2 separate regions of the Drosophila melanogaster genome follow, and region 1 is linked to region 2. The links are chromatin contacts, called in public Hi-C maps. All regions are on one chromosome and are shown on one strand. The core of a region is the stretch at or near the end of the contact, and the rest is flanking DNA. Distances in the headings are between cores, read along the strand shown.

The links. Hi-C and Micro-C count contacts between places; a contact is called where the count stands out from the background.
Region 1: a contact with region 2 is called in a Hi-C map of the OSC cell line, with 2.0 times the contacts expected there. A contact is called at or near these places in 17 of 107 Hi-C or Micro-C datasets (the Clone 8 cell line, the D17-c3 cell line, the OSC cell line and 6 more).

What each region holds. Positions count from the first base shown.
Region 1 is chr2L:19,560,745-19,566,275 of dm6, reverse strand. It overlaps CG13078, which reads right to left and starts at 2,346. Exons shown (of 2, transcript NM_136145.3): 1 at 2,268-2,346; 2 at 1,118-1,948. The coding sequence starts at 1,938. The coding sequence ends at 1,270. CG13077 reads right to left here and starts at 413. Exons shown (of 3, transcript NM_136146.3): 1 at 1-413. The coding sequence starts at 140. It also overlaps the pseudogene Tep5Psi.
Region 2 is chr2L:19,506,534-19,512,616 of dm6, reverse strand. It overlaps cyst (cysts), which reads left to right and starts at 3,853. Exons shown (of 2, transcript NM_165305.5): 1 at 3,853-5,127. The coding sequence starts at 4,431. Hasp (Hig-anchoring scaffold protein) reads left to right here. Exons shown (of 17, transcript NM_136134.7): 10 at 1-640; 11 at 713-820; 12 at 879-1,189; 13 at 1,244-1,389; 14 at 1,535-1,649; 15 at 1,712-1,830; 16 at 1,887-2,046; 17 at 2,480-3,664. The coding sequence ends at 3,458.

The DNA.
Region 1 (5,531 bases), core at 1,097-3,596, 55 kb before region 2:
CCGTGGGCCATTTTCGAATAGCGACGCGGGGATTCGATCGGAATAAATGTGGGTCGGCGTGGCGTATCCGTCCGGAGCGTGCTGCCGTAGTCGGCGGATGTCTGAGTTCTACTAAGCACTGGCTGCTTACTCTCGGACATTGTGTAGTTTCAGTTTTCAGTTTTTCGCTTGCCGGCCTTTATCAGTGCGCGCTGGAATAATGTTATTTTCGTGTTAACATTCATACATTTGTCGACTGATAATAATGCCTGCCACTTTTCACAGACAAATTGCGGCAAATTTTTTATTATTGGCAAAACCAGTCGTGTGCTCAAGCTACGACAGCAATTAAAGTTTTAGAATTCGACCGATACGATACGCTCAATGAACTTGGTTAATCAAACCATTTGGTCGAATGTTTATGAGCAACTGGCGAAGCCATTCTTGCAGCGTCATTTACAAGTTGACTGGACTTGACCACAAGATTATTTAACTCGCCATTCCTATTCATATCGGTTTACGCTCCGGGAAGCTATCAAAGTGCAGCCAAAACCGCAACTAGACCTTCGCTCGTATGCCATTTTCAAATTTGCGATGCCGCGCAAAGTCTTGCTGCGATAGGTATTCGTTTCAATTTGCACTTATCAACACTAAACTAAAATTTAATGCAACAGTGATGGCCGTTTAGCTCTAAAATATCTATATATATCTAAGTCAATGTGCAATATTTGGTACTGCGTTGGTTCCTAAAAGTACGTTGCTTTTTATTGAGAGTTTCTTTTTTATTCCATAAAAAAACCCATAAAGAAAGCTTTAGAATTGGACGGATTGCCAACCCCTCAAAATACGTTGCATACCTAAATTGCTTATTTGGGTGCCATAACATTTATCTTTTGCAAGTGAGCGTATGCGTAGTTATCTTTTGCAATTACGTTTTTATACTTTAAGGTGCTACGTAAGCCCCCCTTCTCTTTGCAAGAAGAAAACCAAATATTTAATATTTATTTAACTGATAAAAGCAATTCTTGCTTGACATATTTTATTTTTTGACAGTAACACGGTCGTTTGTTTTAGTTAAATTGTGAAACACATTCTTTTTTTGGAACTTAGAGAAAAACCCAAAAAAACGATATATTTTAATGTAAATAAGTCGTAGTCATTTTTTATTTTTTTCTTAGTCATTTGATTTATCCTTATGATAACATTAGTTTAATATATAAATAGCAAATAGTCTAGCTTAGCTTAAGTGCACTATAGATATACAGGATTAGGGATAATCGACAGGCGTTCCTAACTGGCCAGGCTACCAATCTTCTGGTAGAGCGACTTAATGGCGCCAATGCTGGTTAGGACCATTAGGACCATAGTGACGACCTGCATGAGGACAACGAAATCCTGTCCTTGTCCCCTGAAAATTCCAGTCTGTGTGTATCCGTAAAACTGCGCCATCATGGCGATCACGAAGGCGGTGAAGCTGAGGACCACATGGAAGGTCTTGTTGACCAAGGGTGAGATGGTCCTGCTCAGGCATCTCGCCAGGAAGGCGACCAGTCCACTCAGCAATGAGATCAGACACAGGACGAAGGCGGCGAAACCCAGGCGGGCATGTAACGTGACGCTGATTGACCAATCGTCACGTATTAGTTGAATCAAACAGCCGGCCACGCCCATGCCTCCCCCAAGGATCTGAAGGACCACGTGAAAGGCAGTCTTGTAATTCCGGGAGTAACGCACAGTTAGCCAACTGCCGTCGTAGAAGCACATCATTCCCTCGGCCATCAGGAACACAAAACCGAAGGTAACCAGCCAGGCATGCAGGCGAATGCCCGAGAGGTCCTGGCGCAAGCAGGTCCAGCTGATCCAAATGGTGACGAATCCTATGCACAGCTGGTTGATCACATATAGCGCCGATTCTATATGCTGGAGCACTGAGGTTGGTTTTGTTTTGTCATCGCTCATTGTGGCGTTGCTTTAGAATTGTTTCACAGAAATTGTAATTGCAATTTCAAGAAATTGGTAATTGAAATTTCAAGAAATTGGAAATTTTAATTTTAATTTCACAAACACTGTTATTGTAGTTTAATTTCACAAAAGTTGTATGTTTTTAACCTAGTTTCATATAAATTCTAGGAAAAGATGCAACCTTTAAATTCCTATTGTAGTTGCCAGGAATCGCTTAAATATCCTTTTTAAGGATTCTTATTAATCGTTTTCCAATAAATAAATGAATAGAGCCTTTTGTTTCAAAATTCAAAGGATTTTTAAGGATTCTTCCTTATGTGAACTACCTTTTTCGACTATCGATCCGCCGTGCATTAGCTATTACAAGCCACTATGCGCAACTGAGGTTTTTATTGCCTTCACAATGGCTTTGTGACTTTCACTAGACTGACATACAATTTGTTTGCTATCGAGTTATCAGCGAAACATTTTGGGTGCCCCATTCTAATGCAGTTGACTTAAAGGATTATACAATATTATTGAGTGGTCGGGGCTGCATGTACACGTTCGCAGTATCGTCGGCGAGGAGATCTAATCGACCTTATCGACATCCATTCATTCACGCATCGATGCCGGGGCTTTCGGCACCGAAGTAAAACAGGATTACCATTCACGGGCGCTCGAATATGCGATCGCACTCACGTTGAACATTCCACGAAAACGTCATGAGCCGGGGTCTAAATTTAGAGGGGTTATTAATATTAATTAGACTCTCGTCACTCGAGTGCTCGCCCACTCGCGATCCACTTATTGATAATATACATAATACTCATGTAGTCCTCCTGTCGGATCGCAAGTCAGCAGCGCCTTATCGGAATGCAAAATCGCACGTACCAGATAAAAGTTACCACCTACTTGAAAATATAGAAACATTGTTGATGTCTTTGGGCCAAATGTCTGAGCAGGCAAGTTGAACCTTAGCCAGTCAATAAGTCACTAAGACCGAAACAGATAGATTCTGAACCATCCACGCGCCTTAAGCACTGTGGTTGTGATAAACCATACTCATTTTGATCAAATTAGCTAGCGCAATGTTTACAAATACTTTTTGCTGACTCAGCGGTTTCATATCGGCGATCTGACATTGAAGGTGATTAAGGTATATTGGATTTGACTTTGAGTAGTACCATAAAAATGCGGGCTATTGGAAGCGTGGTGCCCTGATTAATATGACACGGCTTGATTTACGAGGCTGTGGACTCAAGACTGGAACTTTAAGTGCCTTTAAAGTCGTCGAGCTCCAATTTTAATATTGATAATATTCGGTTGCCTTCCGGCCATAATTATCATAGATAACTAAACTGGAAGGCTTAAAATTGGTCACTTCATGTGTTATGTACGCCTCGACGGGAATGCATTTGCTTTCATTCTTGGCCAGACTTTCGAAGTGGACAATGACCACGGAGTCTTCATTCTTGGTATCCACGGACTGCGTGAAAAATGGATAATTTGACGGGGTTATATTATCATTCAAAGAGTTGCAAACTCACCCCAACTCCTTCGACATCCCGAATTCTCTTGAAGCTCGATTTATCCGAGCTGTATCCAGAGATCAAGGACACCTCCAAAACGGCCATATTCGAGGCATTTGTGCTCCTCTCCACGAACTCCACGCACACGACTGCCTCCATTTTCGATGACAAACTGCCGGACTTGAGCGTAGTCTGAATACCGAAGCTTGGATTTTACTCCTTCACCTTCTCCTTGACTTCGTAACCATAACATATCTGGATGAGAGCTCCCCAGTTCCCTTGTGTCCGAACCTCCAGTCGTTTGGTGTCCTGATGGAAGTTAATCGGCTGGGTCAACAGATTGAATGCCACCAATTTTTCGGATATGTCTTCGTTGCTGATGCTCACTTCCCAAGCCGTTGGATTGTAGTCCCACTTTTCAGCATACTCAATCAGGGCTGTGAGGCCAACAACTGTCTTCTGGCTGGACTCGAATTCTCCATGAATATTTCTCTGGTCTAAAAACCATCGAACGGTGCTGATTGCTGACTCTGGCCTATCTACTTTCGAAGCCATGAGGAGCAGGGCATATAAGGTGATCTCCACATCCTGAGGACTTCCGTTCCGCACATCCTCTGCCCACCAAATTTGATCATTTTCCTGCATTGCCACGGATCTAAGTTGCGACACAAGTTGATCAGATTCCGGAGCCTGCGATGCGTATATGGCCATCGATTTGGCCAATGTCAATGTTTCATCTGTTTCATCGATCTAAGGAAATTAACCGACTTGTTTATGGCTATCGTATTGGGTTTGGCTTGTTTCTGGAGAGCCAACAGGACACTGGATGTTAAGAAGAGAGTACTGCCGGATCTTGAGAAGTATTTGAAATCCTCCGTGAAACTTCCGTCTTTATGCTGGCGGCTAAGCAGAAATCTGTATCCCTTTTGCAAAATGGTACGATCTATATATATGAGTGCCCTAATGTCGTGCAAATATCGCAGGACGTAAGAAGTAAACCAGATGGATCCATTGGCTTTCGGAGGGTCAAAGTAGCTAAAGCTTCCATCTTCGTGGAAATAGTTTAGTATCTTTTGATAGCCCTCTCTGAAGTTACTTTTGATTCGGGTGTGCAAAGCTTTATCGAGCTTTTTGGTTCGATTAAGGTAGTTCCACACCAAAAAGTTGACTAACATTTTGGACATGGTCAGTTCGCCAGTGCCGTCCGGTATTGAACTATCCAAGTTTTGGAGGATCGGGACAAGAGGGTCACTAAATAAACTAAACTCGACCAGTCTGGAGTTTGGGAGGTCCATATGAAAGCTGCTTCTGTACTCCTGATTGTCCTTTAGGTTCACTAAGAGGGCACGATTGCTATATTCGATTTCTCTTTCCTTGTCTTCGATAATCATTAGCGACCTATAAACAGTAGTGTATTTAACTGAAGAGGTTGCTCTAAAATCGAGTGGAATAAAGTTTCCTGTGTACTTGGGGCAGAATTTAAAAAAAAACACGCTTTTGGCTCCGTATTCGTCGATTTCAAAAAGTTGTCTCTGACTATGTTCCAAGGAATCTTCAAACCCATATGCTTCATTATCCAGTGCCAACTCCACTTTAAAAAAAAAACAGGTAAAAAACAGGTTGACGATCAAAACCGGAATTCTGACCGTTTCTCCTAGTTTCACTGAGTACGGCAAGTGAATGAAGAGCGAGTAGGGCTTGATTGTTCTGATTTGTGTAAGGTTACTTTGGAAGATACCCAATCCTTTTTCCGGATGCAAAGAGAAACCCTTGACTATCCAGGTGCCCAAGGTGTCGGGAAGCTTTATTTCCAGATCCGTCACCTCTTTCTGGGATTTTCTTATATCCGTAAACAGCCAAGTTTCAGTAGTTTTCATAGGATATCGTAGGGGAGATTTTCCATATTTGACCGATATCGAACGCGCAGATACGTATTTGTCTGCATCAAATAAATTCCATTAGGACTCTATTGTAATAAAGTATTTTTATATAGTTACCCATGTCGAAATATCGAAAAATTCTTTCCTTGATCTGCGCGTTGGTCATGGTGACGAGACCAAGACGCGATCCGGGAATATC
Region 2 (6,083 bases), core at 2,604-5,103:
GGCATCGCGAAACCACCAGGTTCATGTAAACAGAACTCCCAAGGAAGAGCTGCTATCCAACGGATCCCCGCCTATAGCATCGCGTAGCCTGCACTTGAATGCCACCCGATCCTATATTGAACAACTGAAATCACAGATTGTCCGTCGGAGGCGCAGAAGGAGCTCCAGCATTGGACAGTCGCCTCCTCCGTCGGGAGCAACTATTCCGGATGCTGAGGTGGACATCAGTGATGGAGGAGAGGCCGGAAAGGGAGGTGGAGGCAAACGATTGCGAGGACCCTGCGAGGAACTCGAGTGGGATTCCTTCGCCAACGTGACCACGGTTCGTCCTGGCAAGGTTCCAGGCAGAAATGCCGTAGGCATCATGCTGCATCTGGAGTGCAATGCCGGATTCAAGCTGAATATTAAGGGTGAAAACGCCACGGCGCGATGCATCCGAGGCATTTGGAAGCCGGAGACGCCCAAGTGCCTATCCGCTCCGTGCCTGGTTCCCGCCGTGGAGCACGGTCAGTACTACAAGGTGGAGCCCCACACCAAACAGCTGAGCGACAAACCTTCATTGACCCCGCTCTCCACCTACGAGGAGATCCAGTCCAACGAGTTCATCACCCTGGAGTGCGAGGATGGGTTCAATATACAGGTGGGATATTGATTAAATAAATCCATTCATCTTCTATATATTGAATCATCACTAACACCTCCGAATTTCTAGGGTTCAGCTCAGCTCCGTTGTGCCCATGGATCTTGGTCGGTGAATGCCTTCTCTGAGTGCACATCGGTGCCCTGCACGCTGCCCAATATTCCAGGAGTCATTTATGATGTAAGGTTCACTAGCATGCCTCACAGAATCTCAAAAACCAGTAATCACCTCTTTTTAGGGAGGCTACCGGGCAGGATTGACCATTGGACACGGGAGCAGTGTAAGCGTTCGCTGCGAACTCTCCACTAACGCCAATCCCATAGAGATGTCCTGCCACAAGGGCATCCTCACTCCACCCAGTATACCATGTGAGTCCGGATTAAGAAAGTCACGCGAGGAACTGGAGCATGCCACGCCCACTCCACACCCCAAAGTGGAGCACAACGAACTGGACAACGATCACGATCACCACGACAACGGCACCGATGAGCACGACGACATGAAGATGTGCGGTCCGCCCATGTTAACGGATGGCGCCCTGGTCTACAAGTGAGTGGCAGTTTCTCAGAGTCATGATCTGTTATTAGTCCTTAATCTTCGAAGGAATGCCGATCATCCAGAGCTGGATGGCGCCTACGAGAGCGGCACGGAGATCTTCTTTAACTGCATCCCAAATGCGGCTGGGGATCGGCAAACGTGGCGCATCATATGCGACAATGGACTGTGGATAGGGCGATCCTATAATTGTGGTGAGTTTTAAATAAAGCTAAATTACATTAGAGTAGCAAACTAAATTATTACTCAAATTATGTCCATTCATATGTCAGTCCGTATGATACATAGATAGCATGGAAAAGCACCTCTTTAATTATCCCTAATCCCTAATCTTTTTAGAAAACGGAACGTGTGTGTTCAGAAACAATGAGGCTAATGTGGTTAGTTTCTACAACGACCTGGAGATCCGAGAAGACGTGGTGGACTTTCCCCCAGGAGCCACCATCATATCGAGGTGAGGCATTGAGCATAAACAGACTTTGTTCAATTGTGATACTTACTTATACTTACTCTCAGATGTATGGACATCGGAAAGTTCTCGTTCATGGGCAGCCACGAGAGGACCTGCATCCACTCGGAATGGACCAACACCAAGCCCGTATGTTCCGGCCTAAACCAGGAGAACGACTATGCGAGTAGGTATCCAATATCCGAGTGCGGGATAGTTAATCTGACTTGAGCTCAAATCCAGTGGAGAAGGCACCGACCATCCTCTTCCGCCACCAGAACGGACCCATCGCCCAGAGCAACGATGGCAAGCTGATTGTCTATCCGGGAACCACTCTGCACATGGAGTGCCTGTGGATGCGTCGCTTCGGGAATCCCAAGTGGAACGTCAGTCACACGCACAAGTGGGTATCGGGTGGTTAGGCACGCTAAAATAACTTTAAAGTTGCTAATTAATTTCAGCAAGGGGTATGTTCATAAATTATTTGCGTCTGAACTTCAAATTAATGTGTATGGTGTATCTCGTTATTGGACTATAGGTTAAATTTTTAAAAGCAGCAATTAGGTATTTGAATTGATCATTAGATCGTTTGACTTTAGGGATTTCTTATAAACATTTATTTTTATTTCTTTAAGGGTTATTTATACTATAAAAGGCAATGATCAGCAGGGTCTGGTTCTGGGAATCTCTTGGAATAGCCCTTCTCTTATCTACACCTTTTATTTTATAGGTACTCAAAACAATCTAAACATATTTGAACCTGGTTAATGGGAGATACCTTTGGGAAACCGTCCTCCATGTGGTAAACTCCACTAATGAATCTCTGCGTCTTGCAGGAACTACACAGAGGGCTGGGTAACCGAAGCGGATGAGGGCCGCGACTCTACACTGGAATACCGGCTGAGCATTGTGGATGCGGCCAGCGACGACTCCGGGTTCTATTCGTGCATGACCCCAGCTCGGCATGAGCACACCGTGGAGGTGGTGGTGCGGGCCATCAACTGCCCGGAGATACCGATGCGACGCGGCCTGATCGTGAACACCAACGATACTAAGCTGAGCACGCGGGCGCTGCTGTCCTGCGCTAACGGGAACTCCTTGATTGGCGCCTCGGAGCTGTTCTGCCTACCGAGTGGCAATTGGAGCGCACCGTTGCCGGTCTGCGAGAGCGTCGAGTGCGGCGACATCCCGCTGGGAATGGGCAGCAACGCGAGCTCGCCCCGTGTGTCCGTGCTGTCGCGCGAGGTGGGCGGCCGGGCGGCCTTCTCGTGCGCCTCCGGTTACGGGCTGCGTGGTCCGGCGGAGGCGATCTGCAATCCGACGGGCGAGTGGTCAGCGCCGCTGCCCACCTGCGTCGAGGTGCAGTGCGACAATCCGGGGGCGCCGCAAAATGGTTACGCCCAGGGCTCAGCACCTTATCGTGCCGGCGACGTGGTCCAGTTCAATTGCAATCCCGAGTACATGATGCAGGGCCAGCCGATCATTGCCTGCCAGGATAATGCCAGGTGGTCTGGCGGGCTGCCCAAGTGCGTGCAGGCCTGCTCGTATCCGGGCACCGTCATCAGCGGCAGGATGTCCTCCGTCAAGTTCTACTACGCCATCGGCGAGAGCATCACGTTCACTTGCGATGCCGGACTGGATCTGCGCGGCTCCAAGGTGCTCAAGTGCCTTAAGAACGGCAAGTGGTCCAGTGCCATTCCCACGTGCGTGACAAACGAGGGTCCTGTCGGCGGAGGAGGAGGAGGAGGAGGAGGCGGCGGCGGAGGATCCGGATCCGTGGCCACCAACAAGCACCTGGCCACCACCATGGGCTAGAGCGATTCGGATTGCCGGTTGCTTCAGAGTGATACTAATACATATTACTACCTACTAACTAATGCACATTCCAGGCGCACAGTCACGCGTTTACCAACTAGTAACGCCATTCTTGCGATTCAATTGTAACTGTAGCGTAACTGTAGCCCTGTACTGTATCGCACGGCCATCATTTTACTTTCAATAAATGTTCGTCGAATAAAGACAAAAGTTCTTCTGTTTTAATTATATTTTGATTTCCGTTACATAGTTAGGATTAAATTTGAATTCAAATGTAGTGTTGTTAATCGGAATCGGAATGGTTGGGCGCTTCTTTTCAGCACTGGTTATGTTAGCGACAGCGCTGTTAAATGTAAAGTGTGCCGCCGTCATGGTCACACTGCCCGACTGCTGGCGATAGTATCGGGTAAGCATCGATATAAGTTCCAACCCCAGCTCGAATCGCATTTAAATTTTAAAACGCTGGCAGAAATCTCACTAGCTTAAGATTCCGTTTAGTTTTCGGTTAAGTGCAACGGCCAGTATTCCCTTTCCCGCACGCGAAGCACCCGTTCGAATTTATCGTTTAAAACTCACGCATTCCCCTCGCCCACGCACTGCTGTTGATGCTGCTGAGCTGCCGTTGTTGTTGCTGTTGTTGCTTCCACTGCTGTTGTGTGGCTGCTGTTATTGTGGTTGTTGTTGGTGCAAGGACAAGTGACGTCCTTCGAAAAAGGCGCAACAATTTACGTCGCGCAACAAGGTGTTTTCGGGGGTGGCGGGAAAATCAATAAATAGCAAAAAGCAAGTGCATACACAAGTGTATATGTACGTATGTACACACATATATGCATGTATGGTGCCCGTCGCGGTTGAGTGTGTGTGCGTTGTATACTGAAACTTTCTTTTTCTAGGCAGCCAGCTGTAAAATAGAACACAGTCGCTAAACAAAGGAAATTGGCCCAAAACGCAGAGAATTCAGTAGACCCTATTATGGACAACGCGGGCGAGGACAGCGACAATGATGTGGTCACCGATTTTCTGAACTCCAACTGCAGCGAGTCCTCGGAAGCGCTGGTTAATGGTGGCTCTACCAACCGAGGCGCCTCCATCGAAAGCCAGAACTATTGCATACCCGTAATAAACGCACCCGTTCCTGGTCCAGCGCGCGCCCCCATTGCTCCGCCACCAGCATCTAATCCTGCCAGCAACACCATCAATAACAACAACATGATACCCACCATAAATGTGACGCCACACAGTCCCGCCCTGGCCTCCAAGTACAACAACATATTCGAGGACACGCTGAGCCAGCTGCAGAACATCCGCGAAACGGTCGTCCAGATGAAGAACTCCTCCTCGCCTAGCCAGCACATGCAGGACGGCAGCTTGGCCAATCATGGACTGCTCAGCGCAGCTATACTGAGTACTTCGCTGCCCGATCTTACGGGGACGGGCACGGGTCCCGCGTCCGGTGGCTCCAACTACGCCATGTGGTCTTCCACGGCACCGCAGCAGTGCCAGTTTCTTCACACAGACCGCCGGAAATCCTGGACAGCCGTGGACGATGGCAGCGGCGCTGGCGACTGCACCAACAAGAGCGTCAGCCTATCCAGCCTGGACAGCGAGGAGCAGGAAACCATTCGCGTCACCGAGCAGCGACGAAGGTCGGCCAGGAACAGCACTGGAGGTAGATATGCACTAAGGTTTCGGGGGTGGGTTGGCAAAGCCATAAGTGTGCAATGCAATAGTAGTTCAGATATTTGTATACCTGCAACATGGCTGGCCCTGTTGATTAGGTAAATTTGCCAATATTATTTAATTATTTAGACAAAAGTGTTTAGGTGTTGAAAGTTTAAAATAATACTAAACAAAAATGCATTCAAAATTAAGTCGGAAATGGATTTTACAGAGGAATCTCTAAATTGTCGGCTATTCCAAAGGTTTTTGAAAATGTTATCACTACTCATTTGCAGCGCCTTTGTAGGTCAATTATATCACCATGTCAGCAGAAACGCAGATAAACAACCAATAACCTTTTGGAGCTAACTTCCTTCGTAATACAGGGCTTCAGAAATAATATTCAAACAGGTGTCATCTACACTGACTTTAGTAAAGCATTTGTCTTTATAAATAATTCTCTTCTAGTAAGCAAACTTGATTTATTAGGTTTATCTGTTGATCTTCTAAAAAGGATTTTAAGTTATCTGAACTTAAAGGACGCATCCGGGTACTCTTTGAAAATTTTCTATCTCGTATTCTCCTAGTGAGCAATGAAACATTCGCTTGTACTTATGTACGCATCGTATGGTAAATTATGCCTCCAGTATAATGAAAATTCTTCCCATTTAGCTTTACAATCCGATTTCAATAGCTTTCAAATATGGTGCCGTGGTAACGTACTAAACTTAAATGGCTCCAAGTGAAAAGTTATGACCTTTCGACAGAATAACTTCTCTGTTCCAAGCAGATTCACTAGAAACTACAAGCCCTAATCTTAAATTATTGTAGAATGTAGAATATTGTAGAGGTGTGACCGTGGGACTCGCGGAAAAAAAATGGGAAAATATGTATGATAAGATATCGTTAATAAAGTCAATAAATTTTGCCAATTGATTGCTCAAAATAATATGCCACTCAACCAAA